Regions from separate parts of the Mus musculus genome. Here all the other regions are linked to region 4. The links are chromatin contacts, called in public Hi-C, HiChIP or PLAC-seq and promoter capture Hi-C maps. All regions are on one chromosome and are shown on one strand. Each heading gives the region's core, a stretch centred on a gene start, on an enhancer-like site or on the middle of the called end of the contact. The rest is flanking DNA. Distances are from core to core; before and after follow the strand shown.

Region 1 (3,809 bases), core at 1,309-3,808, 330 kb before region 4:
TGGATTCAAATTCCTTTGATAAACACAGCTTATAAGTTCAAGTAAACAGACACAATTTCTCACAAGAAACAGTTAAACAGATGTCATTTTCAATAACAAACATCCAAAGGCTTAAACTCCAGCCAGCAGTCTTTGAGAGATAAACCTTAGGATATTGCAAAGAAGCTCTGCCCTTTCTGGTAAATAACAACCACGGCAAATATTTGCAGGGTGCTGGCTTTGCTCTGTGTGCGTCTACGTATATGAATCCATTAGAAACCCCATTTTGTAACAGCGAGCCAGAAGCAAAGGCTCGATGTAATTTAAAATGCCTAGCTGCCGGCATACGAATACTCGCAGCCCGCTTCTCCCTGATCTGAATAAACACAGGGTAAAGCAGACGCAGAGCTTCGCTCTCCCCAAGCCGCTTGAGCCAACAGCTTTATTACATTGAACCTTCTTCTGAGATTTCTCATTAATCACAGCTGAAGCGCGTAGCCTCTGATCTTAACTTTAATTATGAAACCTTGAGGTTCGGTGGTTTTCAATTTCCAATTTCTCTAGTTTGAGCTTCATTCACCCTGAGCTGGAATCTGTATTTTGTCCTTAGAGGACAATAGGTGCAGGGCATGTACTTCCTGCTCTTCCTGTTTCCTCCCTGATAGGATACAGATGCTTGTATTATCTACCTGTAGCTCGCTCTCCAGGACTGAGCTGTCGGAGCCGGGCATGATAAGAGTGCTTGCTTAGAGGGCATTTTGATTCCAGCCCTGCTAAAAACGAGAAGAAGGACTCTATCTATCATGGGCCTTGGTAGGGGTAGTCTTACTGGAATGAGGTAAAGCCCTGCAGCCTGCAGGGGGCAGTGAGGCTGAGTCCAAGGTTGCAACAAGAAATACAGAAATACGGGCCAAGCAGCCAAGCTGTGATACTAATTTTATAGCCAAAGTTCAGACAGCTCTGTGATGTGCATCTATGATGTTTTCCTCCTCTGTGTGTGCACGTGTGTCTGTCTGTCTGTCTATCTTGGTCCCTTGCCCTCCTTTTACCCATGCCTCATTGATCTTCTGAGAAGCGAGATGCAGACAATACCTTTCTGCATCCAGTCATCTGGTTTACATACCTAAGAATCCAGCCACCTGGGACGTAGCCACCCTGACAACCTCTCCTCGTCAGTCTTTTCCACTGGGACCGAGGCTAATCACATGCCCTGGTTGTTCCAGTGAAGGTGGTTGGAAAAGAGGGGCTCACTCGCACGAAGCTTCGCCTGTTGGAGCTGGGGCCAGGCCTGGTGCTAGGGCCTTCCCCACAGTCTCCAGTAATCGAAGGTGGGACAGTGGGTAAAAGCACTTGCCACATGTGTATGAGGTTCCAAATTTGGACCCCCTAGAGCCCACACAAAGGCAGACATGATAGCACATGTCTGTAATCCCAGTTGCCTTAGGGCAAGACAAGAGATGGAGTCAGGAGACTCCCCGAAAGCTGCAGGTGCACTCTGCTCTTGGACTGAATATTCAGTTTGAGCCTCTGCTTCAGGTTCCCCCCTATGGGAATTTTCTCCCCTGCTGTGATGGGCTGGACCTCAAACTGGGAGTCAGAATAAACCCATCCTTCTTCAAGTTGTCTTTGCCAGGGTCTTTTCTATCAACGAACTGGAAAACAACCATCTAGTTATGCGCCTGTTGCTGTAATAAAGCACTTTGGGAGGGAAAGGGTTTATTTCATCTTACAGTTCTACATTGTAGTGTGTCAGTCACCAAAGGAAGTCAGGGCAGGGACAAGAGGCAGGGACTGAAGCACAGCCTGTGGAGGAGGGCTGCTTTCTGGCTTGCTCCCCACAGCCTGCTCAGCCCATTATTTTTAATACAATCCAGGACCTCTAGCCCAGGGGCGGCATAACCCACAGAGGGCTGGGTCCTCCCACATTAATCATTAATCAAGAAAATGCCCCATAGGATTATGTATAGGCTAATATCACAGGGCACTTTGCTAGTGCAAGTCTCTCTTCCCAGATGAATGAAGTCTGTGTCAAGTTGACATACAACTAACCCGGAAAGGAGCTAAGACACTGGTCATAGGTGAAAGAACTTGGTCGGAAGAATTGAGTGTCCTTCTGTCCCCCATGACTAATCGAAAGTGCCCTTTGCTTTCTCTATAGGCAGACTCCAGTTGTCCACAAGAGGGCGCTGTAGAACCAGGGAATCTCCGGAGGCTTCACTTCACTTCACCCGGAGGCAGGATCGTTCCTAAAGGGTTTAAATGGAATGAAAGAGGGCCTGGAGGACGCACCCTGTTACAGACTCTCTGCTTCAGGCAGCACCTCCAGGCTCAGTCTCTGACCATCTGTGGGTATCTGTCCTTCTTCTCTGTAAGCTGTGAACTTCCCAGGGTCTGACCTGTGGTGCCGGAGACCTAGCACGCGTGAGGTGGACAGGCCTAAGCTGGCTGAGAGTGTCACTGGAGCACGGGAGTACTGAAACGTACGAGCTCTGGAAAGGAGTGCAGCACATCAAGTTGTCAGCTGGGATCTGGAGACCAGGAGTGCAAACACAGCGGGCGGAGTGACGCTGCCAGAGCCATTCTGCTCTGAGAGACAGCAGGCATTAGCAAAACCAACCGTTAGGTGCACAAGTGCCGTTTGTTAATGCGCTGGGAGCCAGAGGACACTGATGGGAGGAGAGGTCACACAAGCTTTACTGAGAAGTGTCACTAGCCTGGCAGACAAGACTGAAAAGGTGGGGGGCGGTGTTAGGGACAGCAGCAGAGATTGTCCCTGTGCAAACACCTGGTCAGCAGTCGGGTCACTGGACTGACATAGTTTCTGCTGTGCTGTGCTTGGAGATGTGCCTCTCTGAGCCATCACTTTACCATCCACAGAGTGAACAAATCGATGTGTGTCGGGTGCAGACGTCGAAGCCCACGCCTGTAATCCAGCACGTGTGGATATGAAGGCAGAAGAATCAGAAATGGAAGGCCAGTCTCAGCGCCGTGGTGAGTTCAAGGTCAGAGTGGGCTACATGAGATCCTTCCTCAAAAAAAAAAAAAAAATTGATGTTTTTGTGGCAAAAGGTATATTTTTTTAAAAAAAGAAACCCCAATAGAACATTATGTTTAAAAAAGACTATCTGACATGCCTGTTCACGTGACAGAAAAATAAATGACGGGCCAGAGAGATGGCTCAGCAGATGAAGGTACTCGCCACCAACACTGACGACCAGAGTGCCACTCCAGGACCCAGATGGTGGAAAGAGAGAACCAGCTGCTTAGGACTGTTCTCTGACCTCCACATGCCCTCCCCCCTTTCCCTTTTCTCCGTCCCCCTCTTTCCCACTCCTACATGATTCTCTCACCCATGGGGGGGGGGCCCAGCCCGGTGACCATACCCTACTCAGGGTTTCCTTCTCCCGTGGCCCCCAATCACAGGGATGCAGTGAGCATCCAACAGTCTGGCTCCAGTTCAGATATTAAAGCGCCATCTTTAGGAACTGTCCCAGGTAGCTGCCAAGGGTACCCTATCTCCCCACCCTCTGCTTTCACCTGAGCTCCTTATCCTGGGCACATGCTGGAGACATGCTCAGCAGTCATGAGCACGGCTGTTCTTCCAGAGGACCAGGGTTTGGTTCTTGGTACCCATAGCTGGTGGTTCACAAAGCCTGTGACTCCAGTTCCAGGGGATCCTATGGTCTCTCCTGGCCTCTGTGGGCAGCACCACACACACTCTTGTTACACACATTGTGGTGGTTTGAATGAAAATGGCTCCCATAGGCTCAGAGGGAGTGCCACTGTTAGGAGATGTAGCCTTATTAAAGTAGATATGGCCTTGCTGGAGG
Region 2 (4,184 bases), core at 295-2,794, 460 kb after region 4:
CCTGCATACAAGATGGAGCAGTGACTGAGGGAATGGCCAACCAATAACTAGCTCAACTTGAGACCCATCTTATGTGAGAGAGCCAACACCCAACACTATTAATGATACTCTGCTATGCTTGCAGACAGAACCTAGCATAATGTCTCCTGACAAGCTTCATCCAGCAGCGGATGAAGGCGGATGCAGAGACCCACAGATAAACATCAGGAGCTTGAGGGGGTCTTGTGGAAGAGTGGAGAATAGAATTGCCTGAGCCAGAGGGGTCAAGGACACCACAAGAAGACCAACAGAGTCCACTAGCCTGGGCCCATGGGGGCTCACAGAGACTGAACCACAAACCAAAGAGCATGTAGAGGCTGGATCTAGACCCCCTACAAGTTTGTAGCAGATGTGTAGCTTGGTCTTCATGTGGGTCTCCTAACAATCAGAGCAGTGGCTGACTCTGACTCTGTTCTTTCCTTCGGATCCCTTTCCGTACCTGGACTGCCTGGTTGGGCCTTGGTGGGAGAGGATGTGCCTAGTCCTGCTGGGACTAGATGTCAGGGTGGTGTGGTACCCAGAAGGGGCTTCCCCTTCTCTGAGAACAAATGGAAGAAGTGAATTGATCTGTAAGGGTGGGACTGGGAGGAGAGGAGGGAGGAGGGACTGTGATTGGGATATAAAGTGGGAATAATATATGGAAAGGAAAAACAAGTCTGCCTTCAACAATGTATCTGATCCTTTTCACAGGGCTGGGATGGACTGAACCCCAGGCATTGTGGGTGTTAGCCACTGCATCACTGAGCTACATCTCTGGCACTTGGCTTTTTAAGACAGGATCTCATTTTGCAGCTAAGGCTAGCTTGGGTTCTATTTTTTTTTTAAGATTTATTTATTTATTATATGTAAGTACACTGTAGCTGGGAGTCAGATCTCATTACAGATGGTTGTGAGCCACCATGTGGTTGCTGGGATTTGAACTCCAGACCTTTGGAAGAGCAGTTGGGTGCTCTTACCCACTGAGCCATCTCACCAGCTCCTAGCTTGGGTTCTTAATCCTTCTGTCCATCCTCCCTGGTCCGAGCAAACCACCATACCTGAGTGTTTCTCAAAGAAAATGAAATTGGTCTGTCTCTCCACTGTATTTTAAAGTAGCCATTTTAAAGGTTTACCCACTGTCAGATCCACACCTCCCAGGGTTGTCATTCTTGTGGTAGCCCTCAAGCCCCACCTTCTCAAGCCTTGATGCTCCATGCACGCTCGCCTGCCTTCTATCCAGCCAGTTCTCAGCTTCTGTCGCTATCCCTTAAGTGGTCGAGTGTTTCAGGCTTTGCTCTCTTTAGTCCATAACTGTGACACTGTGACAAGTCCCATCACTCTTTCCAATCAGTCTCCTGTCCCAGCCTCAGTTGCTGCTCAGCACACACACACACACACACACACACACACACACACACACACACACACACGCACCGCTGTTGCAGCCCATCTACTCTGAGGCTTTTCCTCCTGGCCTCCCTGGGGCTGGTATGTTTCACTTCCCTAGTTCTGCTGAGAACTCTAAAAGGTAGCACCTTGCCGCAGGCACTGCAGAGCCCTGCCACCCCACCCCTGCCCTCACCACACCTGACCAGGGAGCACACCAAGACATCTGTGGCTTGCTCTGCCAGGCCTTCATCGATAGGGTGGCTGGCCCTGTGCTTTCCAGCCCAGTGGGGCTGGCTCTGTTCTCAGGTTGAGAAATGTTCAAGGGCCTGATTTGCCGGTCTGAGAACTAGGTGTGGTACTGGATGTCAGTGGCTAATTATGCTTAACCATTATTAATAGGTCTGCACTAATTATCTCTTGCACATAGGCAAGATTTTTACAGATGAGGTAGAAGGGCATGGGGAGGGGTGAATCTGCCTAAGGCTGCCAGATGAGTGGGTGGACAGACTGAAGCTGGCATTGAGGCATCTGGGGTGCTTAGTGGGGATTCCTCTGGGGGTGAGGAGGACATGAGTGGGTGGCATTGGGTGGCTGAGCTGGGACTGGGCCTGGGAGAGCAGTCTTCCTAGGTTGCTAGATCTTCAGACTGGCCTCTCCCTTCCCCCTCCAGGAACGCAATCTACTGAAACCTCTTATTAAAAGTATTCTGGAGGTGATAAAAGTGTCAGCAAAGATTTGCTCATTTTCTAAACTGTCATTAAAACAAAATTTATAGTCCCGGGAAATCTCAGCAGTGGAGGACAGAGGTGGGCTGGGAGAGAGAGGATGATTTAAAATCTCTCCCCTAATAAATTAAAAGAAGCTCACTTAGAAGAGAGGGCTTAAAAAGGAAATTGCTAGAAAGTCATTGCTTTCTCTGCTCCTGGTGGCCAGTGTCTTTGCAGGCTGCCAACCATGCTTCAAACTCTCTTACTCCCCCATCCCATCCTCCTGCCCTCCTGATCAATTTCTGAAGCCAAATGCCCCCACCCACCGCAGCTTGCTCAACAGATTTTGGCCAAGACCAGTCCCTTGGGCTCTGGCATTTGAATCTCAAGTGGCCTGCTTCTCATGCCCACCGCCCTATAAGAATCTGGCCCCAAAGTAGATATATCTAGTTTGGAGAGGGAACTTCCACTGAGGAATTGTCTCCTTCAGATTGGCCTGTAGGTAAATCCGTGGGACATTTTATCATTAATGTTTGATGTGGGGGAGTCCAGACCACTATGGGTGGAGCTGCCCCTGGGAAGATGGTCTTGGGGTATTATAAGAAATCAGGCTGAGTAAGCCACAGGGAGCAAGCCAGTAAGTGGTGTCTGCATCAGCTCTTACTCCAGGTTCCTGCCTCAAGCTCCTACCCTGGCTTTCCTCAAGACTGTGACCAGTCCGACGTAGGCGAGTTGCTTTTGGTGTGTGTCACAGAGCTAGAAGGCACACTGGGGCAGCCGTAGATAGAGTCCTGTCTCCAGTTAGTACTTGATTCATTATCCATATGAGGCCCCCACATGGGGTGGTGGGGTTCTTCCTATGGAATTTCTAGTAGAGGCAATATTGGCAGATCTATTAGGGTGACAGCCTGGGTTCTGGCAGCCCTACGAAGGTAGGCTCTACAATAATCCAAATGGGCAAGGAATGGTCAGAAGCAGAAATAGGGATCGATTCACTTGAGAAGAAGAACAAGAGGGCATGGTGACCTTCTACCAGCACCATGACTATCTTAAGGGTCTTGAGAGAGGGCTCAGGTTTAAATAAAGGGCAGGGGCTGTGCATAGCTCATAGACCAAAGTATGGTCCCTTCCTTGTACTGGTCCTCCTCTCTCTTGCAGGGTGGTCTGACAAATTATTAGAATTCTGTGAGATCACTTTCTGGGAAACAAGCTGTGTCTTTCTGGCACCAGGGACCCAATGTTCTTTTTCTTCTCCCAGCATGAGAGTCCCAGGGAAATTCCAGTGTCTTGAGTTCCATTGTTTAACAGTCTGACAGTCAAAGGGAGGGAGCACATGTGTTTCTTCAGAATCTACATTCCTGCAAGGATGGTTACAAAAGCGAGGTGAAGAAGCCAAGGAGTCCAAGTCCTCATTTCATTCTTGGGGACATGGCGGCATTCACCCAAGGCCACACGGGACAACGACCAGCACCCTGCCTTGCCTAACTGAGTGCTCAGGAGATGTGACTGTGAGTCTTCACCACGCACCGGCTATGTGATCCCAGCAAGTCTCTGGGCCCCATGTCTGGTACCTTTGGGTCACCTGAGCCATTCTGTCAGCCTAGACTCTGTTGGTGCCATGCTTAGACACCTACTCACCTGTCATCCCCCCACTGCTGCCTCTGTCACTGAAGCCATTGGGGACAGCATTATGGCTGGGAGCTGGCAGAGCTGTTGTCCCTTCCTGATCCATTTTATCTGCTCCAGCCTAGGGTGCAACACATGGATCCAGTATGGGACTTTTGGGGCAGTCTTTGATCCTCTGGTCAGAGGATGAGATGGCGTTCCATCATCCATTGGAAGAGACCAAGGGTCACACTTTGTCTCAGAAGATCAGTCCAGCAGGAAGTCTCTGGGGAAAGGAAGAGGGTGTGTCTGGCTGAGGTAAGGACAAGGATGTGGGGTGCTTAGCAGATGCCCAGCCACTGAGAAGGAGAAGTGAGAAAACAGATGGGGCCAGGTTAGGGGTTCTCAGATCCCAGGCAGGTCAGTAAGGTGCAATGTGCACCCAACTGCTCTGCTGGGATCCTG
Region 3 (3,718 bases), core at 779-3,278, 350 kb before region 4:
GATGAACTTTGATGCCTGACGTGTGAGCTATGGAAAGGTGTAGGTCAGAGAAGAGTACTTGCCAGCTATGTTCAAGGCTCCTGGCCAAAAAAAAAAAAGTTGATAAGTATGACTTCAATTTTTGATTTGAGCCACTGGGTGGGAGGCAGAAAAGTTTGTGTTTGTTTTAAGTAGCATTTATTACAACTACAGATTTATATTTAAGACTTTGAGCTTGTTATACAACCCAAAGATGACCTTGAATTTCTGATCTTCCTGTCTCCTCTTCCTCCCACGTTCTGGGATTACAAGTGTGCCACCAGGATGAGGTTTATGTGGTGGTGAGGTTGGAACTTCAGGCTCTGTGCACGCTAGGCAAGTATTCTACCAACTGAGCTGCATGCCAGCCTGGAAGTATTACGTTTAAAATGTTTATGAGGTGTATCCCAGTTACATATATTGTGTGGTGCTTGAGAAATAGCTACAGGTGAGAGTTTTAAGCCATTTGCATGATATCAGAAATTTGAGCCATTGAGGAAAAGACGTTCTTCTGGAAGGGTAGAGACTTGGTTAGAACTTCAGAGTATTTGGGACAGTAGTCACAGAAGCAGGACCGTGTCATTCAACACAAGGCAATGGAGAAGTGTGAGGAGGGGCTAAGGAGACATCTCAGTGGGACTCAGAGGCGTGAAGACCTGAGGCAGATCCCCAGAAACCCTGAAAAGCTAGACATGTTCGCATGTGCCTGCAACCCAGCTAGGCACACAGTGCCATGTGCCTACAGTCCCAGCACTCTTATGATGAGATAAGGGACAGGAAAAATCCCAGGAGACTTCTGGCCAGCCATCTTAACAAAGGAAGCACCAGGAAAGAGAGCCTTATCAAGATATAAGGTGAGACTGCCACCTGAGGCTGTCCTCTGACCTCCACACACCTGTTTGTGGAATGTTCCAACACACACACACACACACACACACACACACACACACACACACACACACACACACTTAAAGTGTTTAAAGAAAGAGAGGCTGGAGAGATGGCCCAACACCCATATTGGATGGTTCACAATCAACTGTAACTCTAACTCTGGGGATCTGACACCTTCTTCAGGCAAAGGTGTCAGACACATACAAATTAGAATCTCTTAAAAGGAAAGGTGGAGAAACTGATACTTGTACCCCTGAAGGCAAACATTAAAGCTAAGATTTTTGTATGGGTCCAAAAATGTCTTGGATGGAGTTGGGGAGGAAGCCCCACTGAGCCAAGGGATCTAGAAACAAACCTGTCAAGACAGCTTTTGAAATTCTCAGCAACTGAGATCAGAGACAGAGAGGTGACAGCTACAGCTGAAAGCAAGACTTGGAGAAAATGTCAGCTTCTTTATTAATTAGGGAAGCCACTGTCAGCAGGAGGCAAGGAGCCAGGAGAACAGGAGGATGGAGATGGTCAGGGAGGATGGAGCACAAAGGGAGGAAGGAGAAAGCGAGGATTTGGATGAGGCGCGCTTGTAGGTTTGTCAGGAAAGAAAAAAGAGAAAAAAGAACAAAAGAAAAAGGAGGTGGGGCAGTTCATGAAGACAGCACAGCTTGAAAAGCGCTAGCATAGCACACAGAGTTCTGGGTTCAGTTTCCAGCTCCATAAAACTGGGCATGGTGGTGAGTATCTGTGCAGAAAAGGGGGTGGGCATTTACTGGGAGTGGGTTAAAGTATGTTTGTGGGGATGACGGTTAGGAGGCTCGATAGCACAGAGGAAAGGCCCGGGTCACCACCTCCAAGATTGGAGCTAAGAGAGCTAAGTGCACAGACAGGAAGTATTTTATTGTCCGTTTGGGATCAACAACCTTAAAGGGGGTAAAGAATGACACAGGATTTAGAGCAAACAAAGAGTGTGGGACGCTTCGTGCCTGCTGAGAACTGTCACAGCTCTGCAGTGTTACAGCTCCAAGCTCTTGGGGGCATCTGGGAGTGCCAAGCAAGAGTGGTCCTTATCAGAGCAAACCTGCAGGCTACAGACAGGAAGTGGCAAGGGAGTGAACACTGCAGCCAAGGAGCAGTAGCTCTCCTACAGGGTCAGGGCGCTATTGCCATGGAGATAACGCAAAGCTGACTGACGGACGCACCGCTTCATCTGATTCACATTTCTGTTGTTGTGGGGTACATTGGTGTGATGGTTTGTATATTCTTGGACCAGGGAGTGGCACCATTCGGAGGCGTGGCCTTGTTGGAATAGGTGTGACTGGTTGTAGTAGGTGTGTCACTGTGGGTGTGGGCTTAAGACTCTCACCCCAGTTGCTTGGAAGTCAGTCTTCCACTAGCAGCCTTTGGATGAAGACATAGAACTCTCAGCTCTGCCTGTGCCATGACAGCCTGGATGCTGCCATGCTCCCACCTTGATGATAATGGACTGAACCTCTGAACCTGTAAGCTAGCCCCAATTAAATGTTGTTTTTATAAGACTTGCCTTGGTCATGGTGTCTGTTCACAGCAGTAAAACCCTAACTAAGACAATTGGTTTACTTGATTTCACATAATAAGAAAAACTAATAATTTTAACTCACCAAGTTTGATTGAAAAGATGCTGACGGCTGGGCGTGGTGGCGCACGCCTTTAATCCCAGCACTTGGGAGGCAGAGGCAGGCAGATTTCTGAGTTCAAGGTCAGCCTGGTCTACAAAGTGAGTTCCAGGACAGCCAAGGCTACACAGAGAAACCCTGTCTCGAAAAACCAAAACCAAAAAAAAAAAAAAAAAAACAGATGTTGACAAAAAGTCTCTAACCCTCAGCCCAGAGAAAGTTATTTTTGTACAGCATTTATTTTTCTTTGTTGGCATTAAAATATCTGATTAATTAAATCTGAATTCTTTGGTCTTAACAATGTGTTTCTTGGAACAGTTACTTTGAGATAATGTAGAAAGGAATTTGGAAAACAACCTTTAGTTTATGAAGGAAGTGCTAACAAAAGCTAAGCATGTTTATTAATGTACTTCCCCCCCCCCCTTATAGAACACATTCCACTGTTTCTACATCAACATGTCTGAATCCGAAGTGACCGTTATCCCTAGTGTGTGTTATAAAGCAAAATACAAAGTACTTACAACTGTCAACTAAGTGAGGGTTTTGGGGGCTTGTGAGTTTTAATTTCTTCTTGAGACAGGATTCCTCTGTGTAGCCATGGTTGTCCTGGGACTCTCTCTGTAGAGCAGGCTAGCCTCAAAGTCACAGATATCTGCCTGCCTCTGCCTCCACAGTGCTGGGATTAAAGGCACATATGTGCTACTACCGACACACAAGTATTTTTTAACAAGACAAGGTAAGAAAGGGTGCAGAGCTGGAACTAGAAAAGAATAGAAGACCTTGAAGAGCCAGAGAAAGATTGCACACTCTAGTGGCTGGGAGCTTTCAAGGGAGCTTTCCAATATCTTTCAAGTCTTAAGGGTCCTTGGGCATCCTAGGCCTGAGAGCTGTGGCATTGGCTGCCATTAAGGACCGGGAAATGCTTTATACTCGAGGCTCAGAACTAATGACAGCCACTGTCAAGGACAGAGGGAGGGATCCCGACTTCCAGATGCTGTGTAGACTCTAGTGCCCAGGGCTGGGGACGGGGCCAGCTGTAACAATAGAGGGCCACACCTACAGCTGCCCCTCCCTGTCTACTGCTGCTCTCTGTCAAACACCAATGGGTTCATGCAGCCTGCACCATGAGAGCACCTCCCTGTCGGGGAAAGGCAAAAGCCCAT
Region 4 (3,951 bases), core at 636-3,135:
GGGACAACCGATTCCAGAGCCTCAGTGTGCAGAGTACTTCAACCACCAGATCCATGCCTGTTCTTTGGTTTGAAGCACCCATTCTACTCTCCCTGGACCTCTGCTGACATTATCGAATTCTCAGTAGCATGAGGGTGTGCCCATGGGCTCTCTGTTGTAGCCTGCAAATCTATTTGCATTGCCAGTGACACCTAGGGCTAGGTGCGGTAGTGTAAGCCTCTAATTCCAGCACTCAGCAGGCTCAGACAAGGATTTACCACAAATTCAAGGCCAGCCTGGACGTCTTTCAGACCAGCTTGAAATGTATAGTAAGAGTATGTTTCAGCTGGGCGGTGGTGGCGCACACCTTTAATCCCAGCACTTAGGAGGCAGAGGCAGGTGGATTTCTGAGTTCAAGGCCAGCCTGGTCTACATAGTGAATTCCAGGACAGCCAGGGCTACACAGAGAAACCCTGTCTCGGAAAGAAAAAAAAAAAAAAAAAAAAAAAAAGAGCATGTCTCAAAGTAAGCTTAAGGGGGTCTGAGATGTAGCTGAGTGGCTGGAGTGCTTAGTGTGTACCCGCCCTGGAGTTAATCCCTAGCCCAGCATGACCTGGATACTTAAAATCAATCCCAGGCAGGGGAGGAAGATCCAACATTCCAGGTAATCTTCAACCACATAGCAAGTTCAAGGCCAGCTGAGGTACATGACACCCTGTCAGGGTGTGTGTGTGTGTGTGTGTTTAGACTGAAGGCCATGTCAAATTCCACTGAGATCATGAACAGAATTTTGATTGGAACTATATTACTTGGAGAAAATTCTCCGTTTTAGGCTCTTATCTGTGAAAACTATATTGCTCTACTTAGGTTCCTTTTGCTGTTTCATAGCTTCTTTGTGGTCCTGAGATTAGAATTTTATTAACTTTAAAGAAACCACTTAATCTAGTATGCACTACATTCTAGTTGCAAGTTTCTAGCACCAAGGTCACCTCTACACAAGCTGACCACACACGAGCTGTACCCTAACCTGAGGGGTGTTTTTATTTAATTGTGTATATGAGCACTTGGGGTTTCTATTGCTGTGACAAAGTACCATGCACTAAAAGAGAGGCAAAGGAAAACGTTTGTTTATTGATACTTGCTTTTGATGTCTGCGCATCAAAGTTACTCTCCTGGTTTTCTAGGGGTTCTATATAATTAGTTGCCGAATTTTATCACGTGGTCTCCTACTTCTGTGGGTTTTTTCCTCACCATACCTCGCGTGACACTTTAAAGAGTGTTTACTTTTATGTGTACTTGAGCGTGTCTGCTGACCTCTGTCAGGATCAGAGCCCCTGTTACTGGATTTCCTGGCACTTTTCGGGGTGCGGGAGCCAAACCTGAGAGCTGCAAGATGGCTTAACTTCCGCCCCTCTGTGCTTTTTCAATGTAATGAATTAAACATTAACCACGATATATTGCATTTGATATGCAACTCCGGGTCCCGGGTGGTATTTATCAACCTCATCACAGACACAGTTACTACGGCGCGCACGCCCGGGGTGAGGGTGGGTTGGGAAGTCCACCACGTGATCCGCAAGGCTTGAGGCGGAGAGCGACTTTTCAGTGTACCCAAGCCGTGGGAACGCGCCTGTCAGTTTAAGCAGTACGTCTCCCCCGATAGCTCTCTCCCTTTAGCCTGTTAATCTCTACTGTTGAGCACTTGTAATATTCGCAAGCCCCAAAGGCCAATCGCACCGGAAGTCGAACGCGCAAATCCGGAACTGCGTTCTGCAGACGCGCCTCCTCTCGGTTTTGGCCCTGCCCCTTCCGTCTCGAGTCGGGCATCGATTGGTCGGCGCGGTCCCATAAGAAGCTGCGCGCAGGCGTATATGATCTTTTCCTCAGCTGCCGCCAAGGTGCTCGGTCCTTCCGAGGAAGCTAAGGCCGCGTTGGGGTGAGGCCCTCACTTCATCCGGCGACTAGCACCGTGCCGGCAGTCTACAGCATGGCTTCCGTCTCCGAGCTCGCTTGCATCTACTCCGCCCTCATCCTGCACGACGACGAGGTGACGGTCACGGTAAGTGCGGGATAACCCCGGGCCGGCCACGTGTTTGTGCGGCGGACACCCGGCTCCGCCCGGACTTCGCATTCTCAGGCATTCGGTGACTTGGAGGCCTGTGAGGCGTATGCGCTCTGTCCTCCCCGCGCGGCCCAACCCGAGACAGGTGAATGGCGGTCCCGAGCGCGCATGTTAGGCCTACTGTTTAGAGTGGGCTGTTTTTATCTAAGTTTTAGGCCTCGAACTCAGGTCGTCAGGCCTGCGGGACAATCCCACAGCCCGCTGAGCCTTCAAACCTGGCCTTGTCTTTTTTAAGGTTGACTTTAGCCCAAGTACGAAACTTAACTCTGTATAAGTGACTGAGTTTTAGCCGCATTCTGATCGTTCTGACGGGTTGGCGTTTGTGTTCCAGGAGGATAAGATCAATGCCCTCATTAAAGCAGCTGGTGTCAGCGTCGAACCTTTCTGGCCTGGCTTGTTTGCCAAGGTAAGTTTTGGGGTTACACTTGGTAATGTACGATTTCCACCACCAGCCTTGATTTTTGTATCTTAGTTTGTACTTATTGATGTGGCTTTTATGTCAGGCCTTCACGGTCCATGGCTTGAGAATGAGTTTTGTTGCCTCTTAAGTTTGGGCATTTGAAGCAGTGAGATTCATGCAAAGTGGATAGCTACATTCTATTTATACAAACAGCTTTATTTCTGGCAAGTGGGGTCAATCAACTGGTGGCAGTTGTATATTGATTCCCTGTAGTCCTGAACATTGCTTTGGTCTCATGGGTGAAAAGAGCTTAATTGAATCATTAAATCTTGCAGCACAAAACTAAAAGCCTTTTCTATGTCTCTGTTGTAGGCTCTGGCCAATGTCAACATTGGGAGCCTCATCTGCAATGTAGGGGCTGGTGGGCCCGCTCCAGCAGCTGGAGCTGCGCCTGCTGGTGGTGCTGCTCCATCCACTGCCGCCGCCCCAGCTGAGGAGAAGAAAGTGGAGGCAAAGAAGGAAGAGTCCGAGGAGTCTGAAGATGACATGGGCTTCGGTCTTTTTGACTAAACTGCTTTTGTTAAGTTGGCTAATAAAGAGCTGAACCTGTAGGTGGACTGGTCTCACTTGTAAGCCACAAAGCTCTTGGAGTTTCAGAGATGGTAGCAGGTCCCAAAAAAATGTCAGGGAAGGAGGGTCTTGACCAAAGCCACCATGAGTTATATAAATAAGACCTGGGTCAAAAGAACTAGACGATCTGGGTAGAGAATGGGTGGGTCTGTCTCCAGGAAGCCCCTTCAAGCAACTGTTCAGAGAGCCTGTTTAGTGCCAGACAGACAGGCTGAGAGCTAACTCTTACTGTCAAGAATAACAAAATAACCTCTGGGTCTCCCGATGTTCATGTGTGAAGAACTTGACAGTTGTTGAGGATCTCAGAAGCATCTAGAAGGGCCAGAGAACCTACCAGTCCACTGGTGTAAAACCAGCAGCCTAAAGGATTCAGTCACGCAGCAAGGCTTGGTGTGTAACTACAACTTCATGTAGAAAGTTTAGGACTTGGGGCTGACAGTGCCAGGTACCCCATTGCCTCTGCCTTAGTGAAGAAGCTAGGGAGTGGGTTCAAAGCCAGCCTGAACTACAAAACATAAGTTTTATTATGTATGGTTTTGGTTGTATTGAAATTAACTGAGCTGGTGGTAGTGCACGCCTTTCATTTCCCAGCACTTGGGAGGCAGAGGCAGGTGGATTTCTGAGTTTGAGGCCAGCCTGGTCTACAAAGTGAGTCCCAGGGCTACACAGACAAAACTGATATGGCCCAGTGATAGTATTGTGAACCTGGGCTTATAATCTTGTAACCTGCCACCCACGTGTAGGATAATGGACACAGCATGCCTGGCCATAGGCTGTTATTTAGCTCAAATAGTTCTGGGCCTCCAGGTTCTGCTCAATT

What was found. Promoter capture Hi-C pulls out the DNA fragments that hold promoters and counts their contacts. A called contact is a pair of places that touch in the nucleus more often than the background predicts. HiChIP or PLAC-seq counts read pairs in DNA pulled down with a chosen protein or histone mark.
Region 1: a promoter capture Hi-C map of neutrophils shows a contact between it and region 4, with 2.9 times the contacts expected there. The contact joins the promoter of A730043L09Rik here to the promoter of Rplp1 in region 4. A contact is called at or near these places in 8 of 39 promoter capture datasets (cranial neural crest, hippocampal neurons, liver and 4 more), 2 of 15 datasets of contacts at CTCF or cohesin (embryonic stem cells and pro-B cells), 24 of 484 Hi-C or Micro-C datasets (B cells, the BV-2 cell line, CD4 T cells and 15 more), 15 of 115 datasets of contacts at active chromatin or transcription factors (the 230-238 cell line, DN3 thymocytes, acute myeloid leukemia and 8 more) and 3 of 9 other capture datasets (embryonic stem cells, macrophages and pancreatic islet).
Region 2: a contact with region 4 is called in an H3K4me3 HiChIP or PLAC-seq map of the 230-238 cell line, with 2.8 times the contacts expected there. The contact joins the enhancer-like site here to the promoter of Rplp1 in region 4. A contact is called at or near these places in 1 of 39 promoter capture datasets (neutrophils), 1 of 15 datasets of contacts at CTCF or cohesin (large pre-B cells), 2 of 484 Hi-C or Micro-C datasets (bone marrow-derived macrophages and embryonic stem cells), 7 of 115 datasets of contacts at active chromatin or transcription factors (the 230-238 cell line, the SCID.adh cell line, embryonic basal ganglia and 3 more) and 2 of 9 other capture datasets (liver and macrophages).
Region 3: a Hi-C map of the G1E-ER4 cell line shows a contact between it and region 4, with 3 times the contacts expected there. The contact joins the enhancer-like site here to the promoter of Rplp1 in region 4. A contact is called at or near these places in 1 of 39 promoter capture datasets (liver), 1 of 15 datasets of contacts at CTCF or cohesin (the NIH/3T3 cell line), 2 of 484 Hi-C or Micro-C datasets (both in the G1E-ER4 cell line) and 2 of 115 datasets of contacts at active chromatin or transcription factors (embryonic stem cells and stem cell-derived neural progenitor cells).

Annotation. Positions count from the first base shown.
Region 1 is chr9:62,242,849-62,246,657 of GRCm38.p6, reverse strand. It overlaps A730043L09Rik (RIKEN cDNA A730043L09 gene), which reads left to right and starts at 2,558. Exons shown (of 3, transcript NR_040769.1): 1 at 2,558-2,714; 2 at 2,857-2,970; 3 at 3,129-3,809.
Region 2 is chr9:61,447,046-61,451,229 of GRCm38.p6, reverse strand. Gm34322 (a long non-coding RNA gene) reads right to left here. Exons shown (of 3, transcript XR_379516.1): 2 at 3,753-4,005. Among named protein-coding and RNA genes, the nearest start is that of Gm34322, 6.4 kb to the right of the region's middle. Within about 2 kb of position 1,544, at least 22 of the 459 cell types and tissues checked have an H3K27ac peak or open chromatin away from gene starts, as enhancers often do. A contact at or near this core is called in the 230-238 cell line, where this site is marked.
Region 3 is chr9:62,263,766-62,267,483 of GRCm38.p6, reverse strand. No RefSeq gene overlaps it. Among named protein-coding and RNA genes, the nearest start is that of Spesp1, 17 kb to the left of the region's middle. Within about 2 kb of position 2,028, at least 18 of the 459 cell types and tissues checked have an H3K27ac peak or open chromatin away from gene starts, as enhancers often do. A contact at or near this core is called in the G1E-ER4 cell line, where this site is marked.
Region 4 is chr9:61,912,444-61,916,394 of GRCm38.p6, reverse strand. Rplp1 (ribosomal protein, large, P1) reads left to right here and starts at 1,885. Exons shown (of 3, transcript NM_018853.3): 1 at 1,885-2,038; 2 at 2,433-2,507; 3 at 2,874-3,112. The coding sequence starts at 1,967. The coding sequence ends at 3,071.